Regions from separate parts of the Mus musculus genome. Here regions 1 and 2 are each linked to region 3. The links are chromatin contacts, called in public Hi-C maps. All regions are on one chromosome and are shown on one strand. Each heading gives the region's core, a stretch centred on a gene start, on an enhancer-like site or on the middle of the called end of the contact. The rest is flanking DNA. Distances are from core to core; before and after follow the strand shown.

Evidence for each region. A called contact is a pair of places that touch in the nucleus more often than the background predicts.
Region 1: a contact with region 3 is called in a Hi-C map of liver, with 1.7 times the contacts expected there. The contact joins two enhancer-like sites. A contact is called at or near these places in 13 of 484 Hi-C or Micro-C datasets (the BV-2 cell line, the C2C12 cell line, CD4 T cells and 9 more), 2 of 115 datasets of contacts at active chromatin or transcription factors (bone marrow-derived macrophages and pancreatic cancer cells) and 1 of 9 other capture datasets (bone marrow-derived macrophages).
Region 2: a contact with region 3 is called in a Hi-C map of uterus, with 2.3 times the contacts expected there. The contact joins two enhancer-like sites. A contact is called at or near these places in 2 of 15 datasets of contacts at CTCF or cohesin (the NIH/3T3 cell line and stem cell-derived epiblast-like cells), 26 of 484 Hi-C or Micro-C datasets (CD8 T cells, embryonic stem cells, ganglionic eminence and 4 more), 11 of 115 datasets of contacts at active chromatin or transcription factors (the 230-238 cell line, acute myeloid leukemia, bone marrow-derived macrophages and 5 more) and 3 of 9 other capture datasets (adipose tissue, liver and pancreatic islet).

What each region holds. Positions count from the first base shown.
Region 1 is chr14:120,335,254-120,337,953 of GRCm38.p6, forward strand. All of the region lies in intron 2 of Mbnl2 (muscleblind like splicing factor 2), which reads left to right. Among named protein-coding and RNA genes, the nearest start is that of Gm52122, 16 kb to the left of the region's middle. Within about 2 kb of position 1,393, at least 83 of the 459 cell types and tissues checked have an H3K27ac peak or open chromatin away from gene starts, as enhancers often do. A contact at or near this core is called in liver, where this site is marked.
Region 2 is chr14:120,376,956-120,379,655 of GRCm38.p6, forward strand. Mbnl2 (muscleblind like splicing factor 2) reads left to right here. Exons shown (of 8, transcript NM_207515.2): 3 at 2,195-2,359. All of the region lies in intron 1 of Gm26679 (a long non-coding RNA gene), which reads right to left. Among named protein-coding and RNA genes, the nearest start is that of Gm26679, 11 kb to the right of the region's middle. Within about 2 kb of position 1,291, at least 53 of the 459 cell types and tissues checked have an H3K27ac peak or open chromatin away from gene starts, as enhancers often do. A contact at or near this core is called in uterus, where this site is marked.
Region 3 is chr14:120,256,282-120,258,981 of GRCm38.p6, forward strand. No RefSeq gene overlaps it. Among named protein-coding and RNA genes, the nearest start is that of Mbnl2, 18 kb to the right of the region's middle. Within about 2 kb of position 1,295, at least 21 of the 459 cell types and tissues checked have an H3K27ac peak or open chromatin away from gene starts, as enhancers often do. A contact at or near this core is called in liver and uterus, where this site is marked.

The sequences.
Region 1 (2,700 bases), core at 143-2,642, 79 kb after region 3:
TTTTCTTCTGTCCCAACAACTGGCAGCTGTTGCCTGCAGAAGGACATAAAGAAATATATCCCCAAGTTTTAAACGTAGAACTATTCTGATAAAATCCATACAACCTTTCTGGCTACCTGTTTTCCAAGTTCCCCATAATCCATTATAAATATGAGCAGTAAAGGCTCCGCACAAAGATGGTCCTTTGATTTACATCCCAAAAGACACTTGTACGTCGTGCTCAGTGATTGTAGCTGTTCCGGCAGGAAGGATACATGGAGACTCAACTCAAGTGTCATTTAAAAGCTACTAAAATGGAAGGAGCAGGCTGGGTTTGCGGCCCAGAGGTGGCATGCTTGAACAGCATATGTGATTTTCAAGGTTTGATTGCCTGTGACACACGCACATGCACATGTGCACGGGCGGGGGGAGGGGCAGTGAGTGTTTTATTTTGGGTCACCTTGGGGCATCTGTACAGTTATCCAAACTTGTTACAGACTGAGGCTGGCGTTAATCACAATCATGTTTTGTTTTGTTTTTTCTTTTTCACCAGTCATTCTAAAACTAGAGCATTGACCTATGTTTTTCCTATGAAGTTAAATTCATTCAATTCAAAAGTTATTATTATTATTATTATTATTATTATTATTTTATTTCTGAGGTTTTTTTTTTTCTTTTCTTGTTTTCCCGATTACCATACTTCTCTTTTCTTCCATGGAGTCATTATCTTTAAACGATGTTGCTTTTTCTCCATGGTGCCCTGCCGGGGCAGAAGCCATGCCCAGCTCTTATTACAGAGTGCTGCTCCGTGAATTCAAAGGCAAAGATCTGCTCTTCTATTCAGCCAGCCATGAGATGTCTACACCATAAGCTCTCGTCATGTGTCACACATGCTGGAAGTGTCCTCTTACTTAAAAAAGGAAAAAAAAATCACTAATAAAGCTCCTGTTCCCTGAGAGAGAGAACTTTAGACATCCCCGGGAAGTATCCTGTTTATAAATAATGTCAGTTGGACCCATCAAACCAGTCAATTTCCATTTTAGAATGGGAGGCGCCCCTTCTTCCCCTACTTTTACTACAGAGACCCTGAAACCTGGGATGTGTTTGTCCCTGCATACTGGAACAAAGGCCCAAGAAACCTAAGGCAGCTGTCAGACAATGCCAAGTGTATGTATACCATGCCAAGGGACACAGTCCTGGAGCTATAGAGACCAGGCTCGCTCTGCAGGGGCTACGTCACCGATGAACTTCACCTGTTCTGCAGTTTCCTCATGAACTGACCCTACTACTGCTAACTAGCATATTCTTTCCACTTGGATGGATTCAGTGTCTTCCGGCTCAGAGATTACAGCATAGTTGCATTACTCTCTTTCAGCACTGTCGTGGCCAAGAACAACATGATACTCCGAGGACAGCTCCACCCCCTGAGAGCTGACCTTTCAGACTCCCAAGCCTCCCAAACTGGGAGGGAGGAGGTGTCAGCCTAGCTCTTTGTAGTCACACTTAGGGTGGCCATGCTGCCCCACGGACTAGAATTTTAGTGATGTGACCGACAAGCCCTTTTTCTCACAACCTGAGGCTGAATATCCACACTGGGGATTATGCCTTAGAGCGGATGAAATAGCTCCAGCGGGCGAAGGATAAGAAAATGCTTCCAAGGCCTTAGCCTCTTTAAAGCCAGAACGTCAGCTTTCTGCTTGTTTTCTTTTCCCTTAAAGTATTATCATCTTCCAGGACATTTCTTTTAAAAACCAGGATAGTGCATCTGGCTTTTGACTGAGAGCGTTATTAGCTGCTTAAGTCACATGAATAACCCAGCGTTGGGAAGAGGGCCCAGTGGGTGAAGTGCTTCCTGAGCCAGAAGGAGGGTCTGAGTTATTCCCAGCAACCATGTATAAAAGTCAGGTGTGATAAACATGTATAATCCTAACACGGGGGGTGGTGGAAACGGGAATATTCAATATGATTACTTATTTATTTTTGGACATGAGCTCACTAGACTGATTGGCTATGAAGTCCCACCTCAAAATAAACAGATAAGTTAAATTAATGAATAAGGTCAAACCGTGATTGAGGAATGTTACTTTGTGTTAACCTCAGGCCTTCGCTGTACCGCAGATGCACACACGCGCACATCCCACCCCACCCAGAAGATACATTGACCATCATTTTAAAAATAGGAAGCTCTCCCATGGTGAATGCAATATATGTTAAGTTGTTATTAAATATCCATCCAGTTCAGACTCAAATCTCATATGAAGGCGTATTTCAGGCGCTCCCAGCCCTTAGGAAAATCATTAATGATACCAAAGAGATGGTTTCCACAGCTGCCGTGAAACTCAGCTCTGACCCAGATGCTTGGAATCTAAAATTAATCATCTGCAGGCTTCATTGGGCTCTGCTAATTCACGGGGCCCCGTTTTCATTCCCGTTGGGCACCCAGCCTTTCACAGAAGCTGCAACATCTGGAAAATGCTGGGGAGCAGCATCCTTAGTGAGGAATTCCAGTCGAACCAGTGTGTTCTCACTGGAATGCGAAGCCATGAACAGAGAAACTTGACTTCCTGGAGCACTTCAGACAGGTGTATTCATTTCCGTGTTCTGCAAGCAACCATTTAGTCCCCAGCAGAGCCAAGAGCTGAATCGGGTTCCTGAACAAAAAGCTGGGGCTTCTCACAGAGTTTGCAGTTGTTCTGGAGAAACAATGACAGGGCAGCCACC
Region 2 (2,700 bases), core at 41-2,540, 120 kb after region 3:
CGGCACATTGATGATCAATAATATTCTGCACTCAGCGTGTATAAGAGAGGACAGTGGGAAATTGAATTAATTCTCGTGAAACGGGAGAGTCCATTGATAAATGATGAATCTAATGTTATAAACCTCGTTCTATCACCAGGAAAATGGCTAACGTGGTTCTTCAAGGGTTCCAGTCATAAGAAGGAATAACAGCATCAACCAGAAAACCACATTTGCCAACCATTTGAAATCTGTATGAGTAGCAACAAAGCATCAAATTAGAAGATTACTGATCAAATTGATAATTATGCCCCAAGCCATCTACCATCCTGATGCATGTTAGATATCTTGCTGGTTTCATCTCCCCTCTTAGGATCCTGCTTTGCCCCGCCCTGCATCCAAACTACCCCCCACTCTCGTGTACACAGACCAGACTCACACGAGCATGGTCAGCACGGTTCCTTGGTTGTTGGGTGTCCAGTGCAGTGTGTATGGGTGGGGACTTGGAACTGAGATCACCAAAGCTGCCTTAGTTTTAAACAACAAGAATTTTGTTGTTGTTGTTGTTGTTTAATCCCTCTGCACCCAGGCTGATGGGAGGTAGCTCTGTTTCAGATCCTGTCACTGCCTTCCTTCACAGATGACAGAATTCATCTGGACATCTGACATCAAGGCAGCTGACTCACTGGCTGGCCACATGCTGAGATGTAGGAGCTGGCCCTACCTGAATGCTCTCCTGGAGATTAAATTTTAACAAGCTAGAAGGCTGAGGGAATGGTGGTGGGGGGCGGAGATCATCAAGAAGGAAAGAAAAGAGGTGTAAAGTCAAAGATGACTGAAATAAATTCATAGGAATGGGGGCAGGGATGACCCTGGGAAGTAGCAAAGTACTGAGAAGATCTAAGATTCAGAAATGAAGACAAAAACAATCAAACCCAGATTTGCGGAGCATCGGAGGGGGCAGGGGTGGTTATATCTCCAGCTACCCTGATGTCCATTCAGTTGGCATCGCCTTAGGATGTCTGTTTGCATCCAGGAAGCTGAATAGGAAAGTGACAAGAACTTGAGGCTGAGAAACTGATATTACTGATGTTAAGGATTCATGAGAAATCAACTCTTTTTCCTGTCTACTCCAAGACAGTGAGGCAGTTGCTCGCGCTGCGAGTTGAACTTCAGGATGGTACGGTTTGATGGCACAGACCACCAGGACTGAGCCTGGGACTCCAGTCTGCCGTCACCCTGGCTTCAAGGAAGAATTCTCACTAGAGGAGAAGCCAGAGATGCCAGCAGTGCAGCTGGAATTAATAGAGACAGAGAGAGAGCTCCAGAGGTCGTACTTCAGAGTAGCTATAAACAAAGCCGTTCCTCCAGCTCCTCCACACTTGCTTTAATTTTTATTTTTATCTGATAAACAAACCCGTATACTTTTTGCCAGGTTGCAGATAAACTAATTCTTTGGGGAATATTGATATTCCAACTGCCTGCCACAGTTTGCTCTTCTTTCCCTAGAAATTGCCTAACTCGCACAGAAGTGCAATTCTCACATGATTGGTAGTTTTGCATACTTTGGGGTTTTGCAGTTCCAGACGCAGTGACGCTTCAGGTCTGTTTGTACACACTCATCGCCTAATGGTTTTTCTCATGCTACCCATGTCCGTGTCCAGAAGATAACACAGCCATGAGCACGCCTTACTTTGTCATCTTTGATTTCAAGTCAGATTCTTCAGTCATGGGGAAGGGTGGGAGCTTTGTATTCGTGTCAAACATGCAGGTGCTTATCCAGCTCACAGCAGCGATCGCCTGGGTGGGTATCAGTCAGCAGTTCCAGGAGTTCGGTCCCTATTGCCCACACTCAACAGCTGCAAACTCATGTCTTTGGCTAGTCTGGATCACACACATAAAACTTACTTCCATCTTCATTCCAAGAAGGGAAGGCGGTTCAAGAAAGGGAGAACAGAGGGAGGGGAAAGACGAGGGGAGGGGCCTGGATAATCGTGTAATATTTGATTCGTTCTCTGTAACACACACACACAAACATATGCACACATACACACATGCATATGTGTATGCACACACGGGCATACATGCATACACACACGCACACGCACCACCCTTGCCTTGGAACATAAGGAATGAAAGTAATGACTCGACATTGTTGGCAATGGAGTCCCTGGCTCCCGAGTGCAATCCTAACCCTAGATTGTCCGTTTTGCAGGGCCGCTGTTCAAGAGAGAACTGCAAATATCTTCATCCTCCGACACACTTAAAAACCCAGCTAGAGATTAATGGGAGGAACAATTTGATCCAGCAAAAAACTGCAGCAGCGATGCTTGCCCAGCAGATGCAATTTATGTTTCCAGGAACGCCGCTCCATCCTGTGGTGAGTGTGCCTTTTCTAAGGGTGGAATGGGTGACGGCAGGGTTGGTACGGGCAGAGCCATGGTGACCAAAAATGACCTCCATGTACTCTGTCATCTCGGTTACAATCAGGACAGTTAGCTCTGAAGCTCAGTGGACGCTGAAAACGGTGTTTTTCACAGCTGCCTGTTTCTCTTCATTTGAACGGGAAGAGAAGTGTGTGTACCAATGGGACAGGGCCAACCTCTAATCAATATCTGGGAAATGTAAACCACACTAGAACTTTCTTTATCAGCGAACTGTGTTCTAAGCCATCTTCATGTGGGAATTGGTCCACATTTTATTTAGAGTTTGCGATGTTTA
Region 3 (2,700 bases), core at 45-2,544:
GTGGCTGAGTAGCTCACAACCATCTGTAACTTCTGCTACCAGGGATCCAGTGCCCTCTTTTGGTCACAGCTGGGACTGCACTCAGGTGCTGACACATGTACACAGATGCACACGTAAACACATACGTTTAAAAATATTTAAATGGTTGGTGGGTTTATTTGTGGTAATTCTTCTTAAGGAGTAGGAAGGGCTGTTTCCCATCTCACACCAGCATGGCTCCAAATCTCAGCAGACATTGGTTTCTGAGTCAATGCAGCTGGCTCTAGAGGAATTAAGTGGCCTTTGCAGAGTTCTCTCTCTCTCTCTCTCTGTGTGTGTGTGTGTGTGTGTGTGTGTGTGTGTGTGTGTGTGTGTGTGTGTATGGCAGAAGTCAGGGGTGGTGATATACTCCAAAGATGGAGAACCACAAGCTGATCCTGTCCCAGGAGCCAAAGCAATGCAAAGTCAAATAAAGCAAGAGGCTTGTATTCGGCTCAGCAGTTAAAAGCGCTCACTGTGTAAACAGGAGGATCTGAGTCGAAATCCTCCTCAGCACCCACATAAAAGCCAGACGTGGGCTACAAGTGAGAGACCTCGTGATAAAGGGAAATGTCTGACATCTTCCTCTTCTGGACCCCACATGTGTGTGCAGTTCCCTAAGCATGGGCAAGCACTCAAGCATGAGTGTGCACGCACACACACACACCACAAACGAAATAAAATAAAGTAAAAGACAAGAGCAAAATGTTTTCCTTGACTGCACTCCTTGCACTGTATTCCTTCTTAATAGGAAGTCGGGGTCTATCTGGAGGCTACTTTGTCACAGAGTGTCCTTTAATGGACTCTCAATAGACTGCCTTTGGATTGCAACCCCTCTGCTATCTTCCCTCCTAAGAAAAGAACTCCCGTTCAGAACAGAATCCGTCAGGGGGTGGGTGGCAGCTGTTTTGGTTGGATGTAGAGTTAAGTAAACAGTTACGACAGCGGGGCTTTTACTAAGATGATTTAATAAAGCTCGTTAATGCTGTTGATTTACTCAGCTGACCCAGATAGAACACAAAATTCAACCCTGCCCCACCGCAATGTGTCATCAAAATGGATCTCTGTGTTAAACGCACAACCAACGTTAAATTTTAATTTTAAATTTAATCAAATATGTGAAGACAAAAACCCAGAGAGGTAGGGAAAGCCTAGTACATCTGGCGAATCTGATTCTTCACCTGTTTTTGTTTTATAACCCAGGTGTTCACTCTGCCTCACCGGGACTGGAGTGGCTTTACTCTTATGTAACACACAGGGCTATTTCTGAGATCAAAGATCAAAGCTATTAAATCAATCGATAAAAAGCAAATATGTAGCTAGAGATGGCGTCAGCCCCCGGCAAACATCCCTTTGTCTCTCTCAGTTGTATCCATAGTCATGACTCAGCAAGAAATCATCTGACCCAGCAAAATCTACCTGGGATGCATTTGCTGCTGAGCCTCTGAGAGAAAATAAGGAAGCAGGGGTGCTTTCTACCTCCATGCCAGCTTTGTCCACCTCATTCACGACACGGCTGCTGGGGATAGCACCCAGGCTATTCCAGGAGTCTGTGGTTCATTTTCATAGATTCTGACCTCTCAGCCTTCACTCAGCTGATAGGAGTGGGAAGACAAGGAGAATTCTACCTTTTGTTACTGACAGTGAAAATCAAGCCCAGGCTATAAAACTTGCATAATATTAGAACTAGGCTATGACCCACACTGAAAACAACAGGCAGTGTTTATTGGGCATTTATCATTTCCTAAGAACTAATGAGTTCTGGGAAGTGCCCCTTTCTATCACAGCAATGAAGCCTCCTAGGGCCCAGGGATCTCAGGCTAAGACTAAGAGAGATGAGCCTGCGCTGGGGCTGATTAGCTCCTAGATCCTCCCACTATTCTCAATGCCTCTTGGATTACCTTTAATAATGTTAACAACGATGTACTATCTCCACAAGAACTGAAGCAGAAATGAGCTTGGGCGAAGAGTGGGATCTGGGGTCAGCAACGTGCGTGCGTTTACACTGAAGCTAGTGTAAATGTAGTGAAGCTAGTGAAGTAGTGGGGCCTTGAACAAGGAATTCCACAAGGCTAGGTGAGCAACAGGCTTGGCCTTCCAGGATGCCCTGGGTCTCCTCTGTCTCCCTTTCCTCCACTTGCTGTTTTCTCCCTGTATTTCAGTCGCCTCTGTCCCCACTCCCCATACAGGGCAGCTGTAAACCTCCATCAGCTTGTGGAAAAGCACCAGTGACTAGTTTCATCATGTTTACTAAAATGGACTTGAAAATGCTAGCCACTCACTCAAGGTGAGTCCAAACAGTTGTTTCTGCTCAGACGGAATTCTTACTCCCTGAGCTTGCTACCCTGAAGACCTGTGTTTCCCAGGGCGTAACTATTCTATCAATAGGAGCTATCCATTTGGGGTTCAATAGTATTATACATTTCTTTCCTGCAGAACTTCTCAGGGTCTTTATTACTCTCGTATACATTGGGTATCTCCAGAAATGCAATATTTCCCAAATAAATCCCCTAACTATGGCTCTTTAAGTCTTAAGCCATTTTGCAAGGTGAGATTTTTAGGAAGAAAAAGCTTTGGGAATATCTTAGAGTTGGAAGGCACTAGTTAATAAATGTAGGGCTCAAAGGGTGCTTCTTTACTCTGACCTGTCGGATGAGGTGGCCTCGCACACAGTCTGAATAG